Linked DNA regions of Hordeum vulgare: region 1 is linked to region 2. Evidence: chromatin contacts called from public Hi-C data. All regions are on one chromosome and are shown on one strand. Each heading gives the region's core, a stretch centred on a gene start, on an enhancer-like site or on the middle of the called end of the contact. The rest is flanking DNA. Distances are from core to core; before and after follow the strand shown.

The links. A called contact is a pair of places that touch in the nucleus more often than the background predicts.
Region 1: a contact with region 2 is called in a Hi-C map of leaf, with 5 times the contacts expected there. The contact joins the enhancer-like site here to the promoter of LOC123448002 in region 2. A contact is called at or near these places in 3 of 6 Hi-C or Micro-C datasets (leaf and seedling).

The regions. Positions count from the first base shown.
Region 1 is chr4H:96,674,662-96,681,140 of MorexV3_pseudomolecules_assembly, forward strand. It overlaps the pseudogene LOC123448003. Among protein-coding and RNA genes, the nearest start is that of LOC123448004, 11 kb to the right of the region's middle. Within about 2 kb of position 4,195, at least 2 of the 3 cell types and tissues checked have open chromatin away from gene starts, as enhancers often do. A contact at or near this core is called in leaf, where this site is marked.
Region 2 is chr4H:96,486,663-96,492,729 of MorexV3_pseudomolecules_assembly, forward strand. LOC123448002 (F-box/LRR-repeat protein 4) reads right to left here and starts at 4,180. Exons shown (of 1, transcript XM_045124759.1): 1 at 2,435-4,180. The coding sequence starts at 4,180. The coding sequence ends at 2,636.

The DNA of each region.
Region 1 (6,479 bases), core at 2,945-5,444, 190 kb after region 2:
CGGGTAGAGGTCTTCAGGACTGTCACATCGGTGAAGCACCATTCGGGTATGGACGTCCTTGACAGAAAAAACAAACTCGTCAAATTCAACAGTAGCGGGATTTTCACATGTAAAGTAGCGAACTGAAACAAGGTTTTTGATAAGGTCAGGAGAAACTAAGATGTTGGATAAAGAGAGGGGTGTGTAGGAAGAGGGAAAAGAAGCATGTCCTATATGAGTAATAGGTAGAGAAGAACCGTCACCGACGGTGATGCGAGTAGAGGTGTTGACGGGATAGGAGGTGTGGAGGGTACCAGGATGAGCAGCCATGTGGGCCGTAGCACCGGTATCCATATACCAGTCACCGTCGCCAGCATAGTTTGTCGGTGTAGGGGTGGAGTGCAGCGCTGCAAGCAGAGCCGGCTACCAGGGGGGCGGGGGAAGCCCGCCGGACTGCGTCGACTGGACCGGCAGGGTCGCCGGTTGCCCTCCTGATTGGGCCGGTTGGCCGAGTGAGAGAGGGTCGTACGACGCTACGTACGACTGGGGCACGGTGTAGAACGCCTGATGCGACGGGGCTGGGGTCCGAGGAGACAGGGAGCAGGAGCCCGGGGAACCGGCATGAAATAAGCGTGCACGACACCGGTCCACGGATTCTGCCCGGCATACCATGGAGCCGGTTGCTGCTGTGGAGGGCGAGCGGTGCCACCCGGAGCGCCGTTTGGCTGCTGCTACTGACGCCCACCGCGCTGACCACCGCGACGACGGTCGTTTCCATACGGGGCCGACTGCGGCGGGTGAAAGGCAGCCGACTGCGGAAGGCCGGCTGCGGGGGAGCAGGTCCACCGTGAGTGGCAGTGGTGAGAGTCGTGTGCGTGGCCCGGATCCGCGCCATCTTCAGACGGCGTTCCTCAAGCTTGAGGTACGCCACTACCTTGGCGAAGGTAGACTCCGGGATAAGAGTCAGGTTGGAGGCGGTGTTCCCGAAGTCGTCGTTAAGACCGGCGGTGAGGATGCTGATGAGGAGCTCGTCGCTGATCGTCTCGCCAAGATCACGGAGCTCGTCGGTAAGCTTTTTGAGGCGCATGCAAAAAATCATCAATGGATGAATCAAGCTGCTCGCACCCATAAAACTCGCCATAGAGGAGGACCTTGCGTTGGAGTTTGTTGTTGGTGAAGAGGCCGTTGAGCTTGGTCCAGACGGTGTAGGCGTCGTCCTCATCACACACCACCGTGTGAAAGAGATCTTTGGAGATGGTGAGGTAGAACCAGCGGATGATGGTGGCGTCGAGGATCATCCATTCCTCGTCGTTCACCATGAGGGCCGAGTCCACAGTGCCACCGATGTGGTCGTGGAGTAGGTACTCACGGAACACCAAGGAAAAGTACCTCTTCCAGGCAGAGTAGGAGCCGGTGGACTGATCAAGAACCACCGAGACGCGGTCGAAGATGTTGAGATCGCAAACGAGGGTAACGTCCGGGCCAGCAAATGGATTGCTGCTGGAGGAGATCGAGGAACACGGAGAGGCCATGGCGGTGTCAGGGGATGAAGGGGTGTGGCGGCGGAAGCGGTGTAGTGGGGATGCGACGGCGGCGGTGGCGGCGCTCGAGATGGCGCGGCGACGACGGCGGTGGCGCTCGAGATGGCGCGACGGCGGTTGTGCAAGAGATGGCGCGGCGGCGGCAGCAGGGGCTAGGTCGAAAACGTGGAGGAAACTGATACCATGTACTCCCTCCGTCCCAAAATTCTTGTCTTAGGTTTGTCTAAAAATGAACGTATCCAAATACTAAAACGTGACTAGATACATTCATATATAGACAAATGTAAGACAAGAATTTTGAGACTGAGGGAGTAAAAGATTAGGTTTAGGCTGTGCAACACCCAATATTGATTGGGTGCACTAGACACGTATATATAGGTACAAGATGGGCCTCTACCTCAACTATACAAGGGACTAAAAGGAGGGCCCAATAACACAATATACATGGATAAATATATATTCAACAAAGGCAACTGCTGCATACAGAGACTACGTGGAACTTGGTGTGACTAAAGCCAACCAGGCACCAACACATGCTGGGGAGTTACATTGAAATGGTCATACACAGGACAGCAGTCACAAGTTTTAGGCAGTTTCCTTACACGAGACTTCTATTACCACGTAGTACTACACACAACTCAGGCTAGCAACAGCAACTCACTGCACTTCACATACCTCATCTAAAATGTGCATAACACACATACTACTGTGTGCACTTCTGTTTGCAAGATTAACATTTGCGCTGACGTTTTCTCACCGCCACATGATTCTTCCTGCCGATGACACGATCTGGCTTCTGCTTTTCGTAAGTAACAACGTAGTCACGGTATGGCGGGATCCGAGATCTCCATACTAGCACCTCAAACTTGTCTTCTTCAACAGGTGCATCACGGCCCGTAAGTAGTTCTTGCGATGTCAATTTTGGCAGCTCACTTTGACCAGCGACAGCCTCCCTAAGATCATATACCAGATATCCCTGAGCCTGACCACCCACTAAGGCCGTGCTGCCGAAATTCACAGGGAAATTTCTACCAAGGAGGTCCTCCGGGTGCACGCCGAAGGACGACAAGTGCTCACGAACTAGTCCTCTTATGCTCAATAATACTCCGCGCCAGAATTCTGTGCTTGGATTAGCTCTTAGTAGCTCGCCGAGTATGTTTGCACTAAGAAATGATCCCTGTAGGAGCCCCGCTAGTTGCATGCCCAGAGATGCCAGTTTCGGATGCTCATCAGGATCCATGCTTCCAAAGGCAAGTGCCTTGAAGTAGTACCAGTACTCTTCTTGAGACAGACTCTTCAGCCTGATGGGTTGAGCAGTCCCCAAGTTTGCAAATTGCTCTGCTCTGCCTGTCACTACAATTTTGATCCCAGCAAATGGCAGCTTCTGCAAATATGATTGGAAGTTTGTCCATGCTGCCTCATCCACATCGAAGATGAAATCCACAACAAATAAGTACTTCCCTGAGGCTGCCTGGCTGTTCAATGCAAATACTCCGTTCGCTAGATCATCTCCTTTGAAGAAAAACATGTCGGAGAAACGATTGCGCACCCTCTCATCCTTGCAAGCATGTTGCACCAGAGTTTTCTTTCCGATTCTGTGCGGGCCTATGATCGGCAGGATGCTAATAGGTGTGCAATCAGGACGACTGTCCTCATATAGCAAGAAGGTGATGAGTTGCTCTTTCTCGATGTGGCGACCAAACATGCAATTATCCATGTATAGGTACGTACAGTATGGCTGGCGAGGAAGACGAGGACAGCTGCCGAGGAGCACGACGAACTCCCTCATATCTGCAGTCGTAGCCTCTAAACTTTCAAGAACACTATTCAACTTTGTTGTGCTCCCGGTACCAAATGCTATTGGTGTGTTCTTCATTATAGAAGCAGCAACAGCAAAAGAAGGCGCTTGGCGGCGTTAAAAGTAGAAACGGCAAGAGATTGGCTCCAGTGACTCACCTCGTCGTCTTCAAGGCTCTCTCCAAGGGATTGGAACTTTAGCCTGTCAAGCATGTAGTACCCGAGATGCACTCCCTCGATGAGTGTCTTCAGCTGCAGAAACATCCCTCGATTTGTAATGTGCCGCCCCTCTGCCTCCTCAACAACCATGTGCATCCTTAGCAAGATGCGTTCCAACCTTCTACGATCCTCCTCCTCGCATCTGTGAGTGCCATAATTTTGCGCCAGGAAAGAGATGAACCGGCTGACAAGATCACCTGCCACTGCTGAAATCAGAACCTCCATGCCAAGTTCAAGCCTGCCCTCCCTGGGAGCAAGTGATCTGATTTTAGTTTGCAACAAAAGAAGCCATTTCAAAGGTGGGCAGATAAGGTCAAGAAAGACTGCAACCCAGGGTTATATGACAACGACAGATAGAAATTCAAATGATGAGGTGGCTCGTTCTAACACTCCTGTATAAGTTTCCTTTTCGTAACTTTATGTCTACCTTGAGCCGATGAACCTTTTCTTGGTTTGTTTTCTGTTGCGCCTACGTCTTCTCGACGATGTTGAGGATCGCTAGCTGGTGTACGCCCCCCAGCTTCTTCAGGTCATCCTCCATCACTAGCAACTACAGAGATAAGCACCCTCCCTGGGAGCAAGTGATCAGATGGGAGTTAATTTGCAAAGAGTGACACTGTTTAAGAGGTGATAGAATGAAGTCAAAGTCTGCAGCTTGCCAGAAACATATGGCACCATGATGGCGACTGAAAGTAGTTCACACGGTTGAACGCTCCAACAAAATACAACGATGTCTCTTTCGGCTCACTTATTTCCCACCTTTTCATGAATACGGCTGCAGAAAACAATGTGTGCATTTTAAATATGAGGAAGTCTCCAATCAATCCTAACCCCACAAATGGACCAAATGCAACGGCCCAGCCACTCTTGTTCACAAGAGTGTCACTTTCAGACTTTTTGATGTTTTCTCTATTTTGTGCAGATGGGCAAAAAAATGTTATATTTTGCAAATAAAATAATGACAACTAGGATAAATTGTTTTGGGGTGACCTTAAAAGCATGGTTTCAACAAAACTCGGGCATTGGCCGGCGACTCCCCCCCTTCTCTCTTTGCACTGGTTGACACCTGGTTGATAAGAGGAAAAGAACATCTAGATAAATGAGCATTCTTGCAGTAAAATCAGCACAGCTCAAATGTGAGAAAATTTCATTCTTCAACTGGCTACTTGACTATCCATCACTAGAAGTTACCCTAGGAGATACTCCCTCCATTTCAAATAAGTGTCTTAAGCTTAGTATAACTTTGTACTACCTCTAATACAAAGTTAAGACAGTTATTTTGGGACAGAGAGAGTATATGAGAAGCCAACAAGAGCAAGACAGAAAGGCTGAGATAGAAACCAAATAAGGTGACGCACTAACCAAATACGTTTTCCTCAAAATTCGTCACTGCAACACTTACAACAAAAAGGCGAGGGATTCAGAGATGGCTCCGCTCCCACCCCCGCTCCGCTCCCACCCCTCCCTAGCCTAGGTTAGCCCACCCCCACCACGCCGCCGTCGATTCCCGCCGGCAGCGCTCCTCCAAGTCCCACCCCACCTCCATGGCGTCTCCCAGTGCCTCCCCTTCCCGCTCCGGCGACCGCGTCTCCTTCGGCGAGCGCCGCTGGGCCGAGTCCGATGGGGAGTCCTCGGCGCGCTCGTACTGTGAGGTCGCGCGCACGCCGGCGGCCCCGCTGCGACTTGCTGCCGCCGCGCCGGAGGCGGCAGGCCCCGCGGCGGCCACGGCGACGGCTGCGGGCAAGCTCCCCGCCAAGGACCGCCTGGGACCCCGCTCCGAGGTGCACCGCGTCGGACGCGAGGTCACTCTGGACGCGGACGGGTTCCAGCATCCCCGGCGCAAACACCACCGCCGGCCTCGTCGTACGCCTGCGCCGAGCCCGCCACGCCCGCGCAGCCCCTCCCCGGAGGAGGTTGCAGGCCTGTGCTTCCGTTGCCTAGACCGCTACCACAGGGTGAGGGACTGCACCAATGATGTCAGGTGCCGGCGGTGCCTCATCTCCGGCCATGTTTCCCGCGACTGCGAGACCCACCTGCGCGCCAAGCCTGCGCCTCTGCCCGCCGCCGCGCCGTGTGCTGCACCCGCACGCCAAGCTGCAGCCCCACCCCCTCCGGCCCCAACTCCGGCAGCGCCGATGGCCGCTGGCCCTGCGCCAGCGCGCATCATCATGGCTCGCTCCGTCGAGATGGAGGAGGCGGAGGTGGTGCTGTCCCGCGCCCTGGTGGCCAACCATCGCTGGAACCAGGCCGCGTGTGACCCCGGAGGACGTCGCCGGCGAGATGTACCGCTCGTTCCAGCTCGAGGAAGGGGACTTCACGGTCCACTCCCACCACCCCGAGGATTTCCTCATCATCTTCGGCTCCCAGCACTCCATGGACCGACTCCGCGGCGAACACTTCGTGCGAGGACTGCACTTCACCCTCACGCTTCGTCCCTGGAGCAAGCTCGCTCATGCCGGCTGCGGCGCGTTCGAGTATCGCGTTGAGCTCGAGCTCCGCGGTATTCCCGCCCATGCCTGGCACCTCGCAACGGCAGAGCACATCCTCGGACCCAGCGTGTGGATCGAGCGCCTCCACCCACACACGCGTTCTCGTGCAGACCTAGGCGTGTTCCGCCTCTCTGGTCGCGCCCACGACCCCAGCCTCATCCGCCGCTCCGGCGAACTCGAGATCGTTGAGCTCATCCCTTCCGGCTCCACATCCGTCGCGCCCTCTGTCCGCACGCTCATCTACCCCTTCACGGTCACGCTCTCTCGCTCCGAGGTGGACAGAGCGGTCGCCCGTAGCGCGGGGGATAGCACAGACCCTGGCGACGGCAGCGGAGGGGCTGCAACGGGCAACGACCCGGCCACTGGCCCAGGGCCTGGCCGCGCCCGCTGCCGCGGCCGCAAGCGCCGCCGGCCGGCCGTGCAGATGGCATGGCAATCGACACCCTCGGCTGGC
Region 2 (6,067 bases), core at 2,930-5,429:
TACCATTTCCGAGTGGGGCCTGAACTCGTACATCCGGGTGCATCCGCTGCGCCTAGTTAGACTTCGCCCCTTCGTTCGTACCCCTAGATACTATTGTGAGGGTCATTTCCACGACATGGTGTAACCTAAAAACTGATACCATGTATGATGATGAAATTGCACGATATATTGATCAGGTGCAACCACACGTATATATGATATACAAGATGGGACACGACCTCAACTATACAAAACTAGAAGGTGGATCAAATACATAAAATGCACATAACACATATACTCAACACAGGCTAATAGGATGGCGGCAATGAAACTCACCAAGAACAATATGACTTCTTAAAGGCCTAAAGAGTATACGTGGCTGATTCAGGAGGTTTGAATGTTACATGTATTCTCTCTGTGTTTTAAATGTAAGTTATTTTAATTATTTCATTAGCAAACTACATATGAATGTATATGTACATATTTTAAAGTGTAGATTTTTTTATTTTTTATATATGCAGTTTTTAATAAAATATTTAGAAAGATTTATATTAAGAATGGAGGAAATATTATATACGTGAATGAGCAAATACCCTGAATCACTCAGGTGTGCTCTGTACGCTTCTTCCATGAAAGTTTGACAAACATAGACACATCTGCCGTACCAACTCAACTCTAAATAAGTTCGCTTTTACGGTTCTTACACCAAATCTTCATCGACCCCTAAATGTTGAGTCATCCGTAGCCGGAGAAGCTTTTTTATGGATCTGCATCTGCAGAAATCAAGACAAACAAAATTACTCACTCCGTTCTAAAAATAAATGACTCGACTTTATATTAGCTTTATACTAAAATTATTATATAGTTGAGTCGTATTTTGAGATAGAGAAAGTAGAACGTTGTCATAAAAAATCAAGAACCGACGTCATAAACATATAAATGTCCTTTTTATTGCTGACCGACACCAAAAGTTCAGGTACCCCTGAAATATCCGCTCGGGTTTTCTCTAATTAATGAGACAACTTGCTTCTTCTTAATCAATGAAAATGATAAATCGTTTTCTTTGTTTTAAAAGTTCACAAACATACAAATGTCCTTCAGGTGAAAGCTCAAGAATTTGTGTGTATCGGGCGACGACGTCGCTTCAACGTCGCTCCCCCTTGGGGGCATCGCCTTGAAGGGCATGGTCTCCTTCACGCTTCCCCAGAGGATGGGCGTGCATGGCATCGTCGTCGGCAGGTGTCCGACCGGCGGTGCGAGGTTGATATGGCGTTGCGACGAGCGTGGCAGCGACGATAGTGACGAGTAGATCTGAGTCGCGGCTTGTCCTTCTGTTCTCGATGGTCCAGTGCGTCAATGGATGCGTGTATCCTTATTTCTGGCTGTGACAGAAAAGTCAAAGCTGCGGGCGACGCGGCCACTGCGGCAACGATGACGCTATAAGGGCGATTTTTAGTGGGTGGTGCTCTCCGGATATTGTGCTGGCTTGCAACTTTCTTTGTGAAGCTTGTTGGCAAAATCAAAGATGTCGTGTTCTTGATGCTTCGGTCGATTGTTTGGCGCTTGTGGTCAAGTCGTCCGCGTGCCCCATGTGGGATTCATAATCTCGAATTCCGTCCGGTTTTCCTTTAATTAACCGGGCAACTATCTTCTTCTTAATAAATGATAATGATAAATCTTTTGTCTCGTTTAAAAAAATATATTAAGTTACACATATAATTTTTCTTTTGAAACGTGAGTTACACATACTTACAAAGTCAGCAAATTTTAAATTCCAAGCCGGCCCGGGTAGAATCAACTTACATGCACTAGAGGGAGGTATGATTTGCAGGAATCAGTTGTTCTCTCCCCTCATCTCATGACACGTCAGCACTTGAGTAGATTCCTTGATTAACTTTTATGTACTCCTTCGTCCTAAAATAAGTGTCTCAACTTTATACTAGTTCTAGTACAAAGTTATACTAAGCTTGAAACGCTTGTTTTGAAACGGAGGAAGTATATGATTATAAAACAGAACAAAATGCAAAACTACTGACTTCAATGAATCTAATCCAATGTTCTTCTCATCCATATCTGAACTTGTGCTTATCCTGAGTACATTTTGGAATCAATATATTCTAAACCCATGCGAATACGATGTACTCTCTTTGTATCTAAATAATTGTAGTCAGAAAGAATTAATCTAGTTCTTTTTAACTATAATTATTTAAGTACAGAGAGAGTGGTATAAGAACATCAATATCTGAAAGAATGCAAGCGTGAACGTAGTTTGAAAACATGTTCAGCATCTGATCCGTTTTTGCACTCCACCAAATTCACATACGAGATTCTCACCCTGAAAAGGACTTGCAGAACAGTAGTTGCATCAAATTATTTGGTTGTAGCTTTATCTAAAAAAAGCATGCAGCTCTTGCATAATCATACATTACGCACTAAAAATAAACGGAAACTCATGTAACAATTCGAATTTTATTACTTGGCACATGTACAATAGCACAATTCTTGCTGCTCAATTTACATGCCAGGCAGCAAGAGGAGCTTTTTCATGACAAGTTCAGAGTTAACAAGACATACATACACACATTCCCACCAGAGTATTATACACAAGGAAAACACTTTCCTTATTCAACATGCAGTATAAGAAGATTACCGTACTTCAGAATGATCCATCACAAGGCAATGAGCCAACTTTCATGCCTTTCGTCCGTGCAATCGCCTTCAGTTCCTCCGACACCGAGCTCTCTTCGATGACCAAATGGTTCAACCGGGTGGCCCGCTGCGCAAAGAGCTCGACACTGGCCCCTTTAATGGCAGGGCAGCGGGAGATGTCCACGATCTCCACTGTCTGCCCACAGTGCCTAAGCAACGAGACCAGTGATTCTCCGGTAATGCCGCGGCAACCCCTAAACCGGATGTCAATCAGATTCCGGCAAGACGATAGCATGGCTCCAATCTCCTTGTCCTTCAGCGTCTCGTTGTAAGACAGATCAAGCCGGCGGAGGTGGCGCATGCTCTGGCTGAGGAACGTGAGCAGCCCAGGCTCCCGTTCAACCACGTCGCAGCTCACCAGGGCGACATCTTTGATGCCCGCCCCAATGGCCGTGCGCGCGAGAGAACGGAGCCCGTCCCCCGTGACGAGGACACAGCTCTGAAGGCGAAGCACGGCAAGGCTGCCCCGGCTGTCGTGGCCTTGCTCTGCGCCGATTGCAAGGAGGTGGTCGTTGTGCAGGTCGAGAGGCAGGCGGAGGTCCAAGGTGTGCAGTGCGGCGCCGCGCTGACGGATGAACTGGAGGAGGGCTTCCCTGCTGCCTCCGTCGTACACCAGGAGAGACTTGAGAGCACAACACCGGTCAGCGGCGATGAGGAGGACGCGGTCGGCGACGGTGCGGCAGGCGCGGAGCTCAAGCTCGAGCAGGCCGGCGAGGCATCCTGAGAAGGCGGTCGACGCGGGGCCATCTCCGATGCCGTCGCAAGCGCGCAGCTGCAGCCACCGTAGGCTCCCACAGCGCTGCCATAGCCACCTGAACCCGTGGTCGCCAGAGCGGATGCCGCACAGCGATAGCCTCTCCAGAGGCAACGCCTCTACGGCGTCGCCCTCGCCGCCGGAGGCGTCATCGGAGCTGGAGCCGGCCGAGTCAACGGCGGCAACGCCGGAGTTGACAAAGGCGAAGGACTTGAGGCAGGGCAAGCACGCGAGCCAACGGAACGACAGGGGGCTGAGAGCGGTGAGGTGGAGCGAGGTGAGGCCGGAGAGCGTGACGGAGACAGCGCCCAGCGCAGCGGGCGAGACTGGCGAACCGAGCGAGAACCGCAGCGCTGTGAGCCGGGTGGCCGAGGGCGAGGCGGACACCGCGAACAGAATCGCATCAGCGTCGTGAGCGGCGGCGGATGACGCAGAGACGACGGCCAGCGCGGTTAGATAAGGGTAGTGCAAAAGCAGGTCAGCCAGAGGAGCCGCCGATGCTCCGGCGAAGGCCGGCGGCAGGCGGAGGGTGAGGCGGGACGTGGAGGCTCGGAGGAGCGCGACCCAGCGGCGGGAGACGAGGGAGACGGCTGGCCCGGCGGCGGGCGGGAGCAGGCGGAACACCTCCTGCAGCAGGTCGTCGCAGAGCGCGGCGTCCAGGTCGCCGCATGCCCCGCCGCCGCCGCCGGCGCGGCGGCCTCCGCCGCCGCGTCGGGGGCTTATTGGCGCCGTAGCCAGGGGGGATCAGCTCATCGGCACGGCGCGCTTAGGTCCCCTGTTTTCTCTCTCCAGGGGAATTGGGCTGCTCGGCGGCCTCAGGTGGGAATGGGATTGGGGAAGGGGCTAGCTCTTGTGTGGCGTCCCGCGAGATTAGGTGGGGAAGGAGGAGGATGCCGACAAGCGAGGTGGGGGTACCGTATCGTATCAACGTCGGCGGCGTGGGCGTGCGTGGCAGTCAAGCGTTGGCTACCTTCCAAAATGGTAGTGGAGGCGGCTCCGGTGGATAAATCATGGGATTCGAGGTTCCATGGAATGCTTTCTTTTCAGCGGTTCTAAAGACATAAAAGGTGTAGTAGGCCCTGTTTCGTTTCAACAAATCAGGTGACTTAAAACCAGTGACTTATAAGTCACGTCTGTTTGATTGTCATCTGACTTATAAGTCACATTTCCATGTAAAAGTGGGTGACTTATAAGTTTTAAGTTGGAGTGGAGCAACTTATGACTTATAAGTTGGGGTGACTTATAAGTTGGGTCTGTTTGGTAAAATAAGTCATTTTTTGCACTTTTCAACTTATAAGTTGGTGACTTATTTGAAACCAAACAGGGCCTTAGTATCGGAAAATGATATCACGTTCTTTATGCTCTTTCTGCGCAAATATTGTCTGGGCCATATTGTCTGGACCGTCGGATTATTCGCAGGAATCACAACGTATGGCGCGACGCCAGGTCAACTCTGAAAATCGTTGGTTTTTTATTATCATGGTTAGAGTCGGACTTGCAAATCCGGTCCCTATACGCCCACAGTTATGCATTTAATATGAGATGGTATCTTTCTTCTTTCTTGTTTTTCTTTGTTGAAAAAATACATGTTCATGTAAACGATATTTTTATAACAGCGGCGTCACAGAAGACCCTTACCTTCTTCCATTTTTTTCCATTACTTATCGATTATCCTTTGGCACGGTGGCTTTTTCATTCATGATGACAACATCGTCCTCTTCATCGTCTAACCCAATGAATTGATGGAAATTTCAGCCATCATACCTCTTCTTGCCGGACTTGAGATCGGCCACGAGTTGTGTGCACTTTGCCTTGCCATTCAGCATGATCCAACAATGACTAAAAGTAAATGACTTCTTCTCCACCTTATGATATAAAGTGGCCGCTACCGTCGTCTAGCAAACAACATGCGTATGAGCACAAGAATGCAAACACAAAAAGCATATTCAAATGACAACAAGATGAAGCAATTGAGCTTACATGAGTTGCCACTCCCATCCCACTTTGAGGGTGTTTGGTCACTTGTGAGTAGTAGTCGACGTACTTGTTCACTACCCCTTGAATGATATCCCATCGATGTTGGAGAGATGCCACAACGGGTGGTCACGATAGGATGCGGCTCCACATACTCTTTTTGTTTGTGATACTCGTTTCAAAATTTCTCCTAATACTTGTTCCCCTTTTGTTCGGTGCTGCATATTGGTTCTATTACTGTGGCCAAGCAAGCTTTGACCAACAAGATGTCTATCGGGTCCGCGGGACTAGGGGTACCCAGGCCCGTCTTCCTGCGGCCCAGGACGCGATGCATACCATGGGCCCATCATGGCCCACCATTTGTTCTCACGAGCAAGGCCCTCGCGAGGGCTGCCGCCTCGCGAGGCACACGTCGGCAAGTAGCGTCGGGAGCCAGGCAAAGTCCCTCTCGCGAGGTCGCCTCCCGAGGTTGCCCCCAAGGCCTCGCGGGGCAGCTTAGTCACACATGGCCCGGTGAGGTCACACGGTCTTGTGCCTCCATGTGGATGATGCACGACACGTCGAACGGTGCCAGGAACCATGCCAGCGGGCACGAAGGGGGAGGTTTCCCCTTTTGTGTTAAGCGGCCAGGGTCAGCTCCCGGTTCCGAGG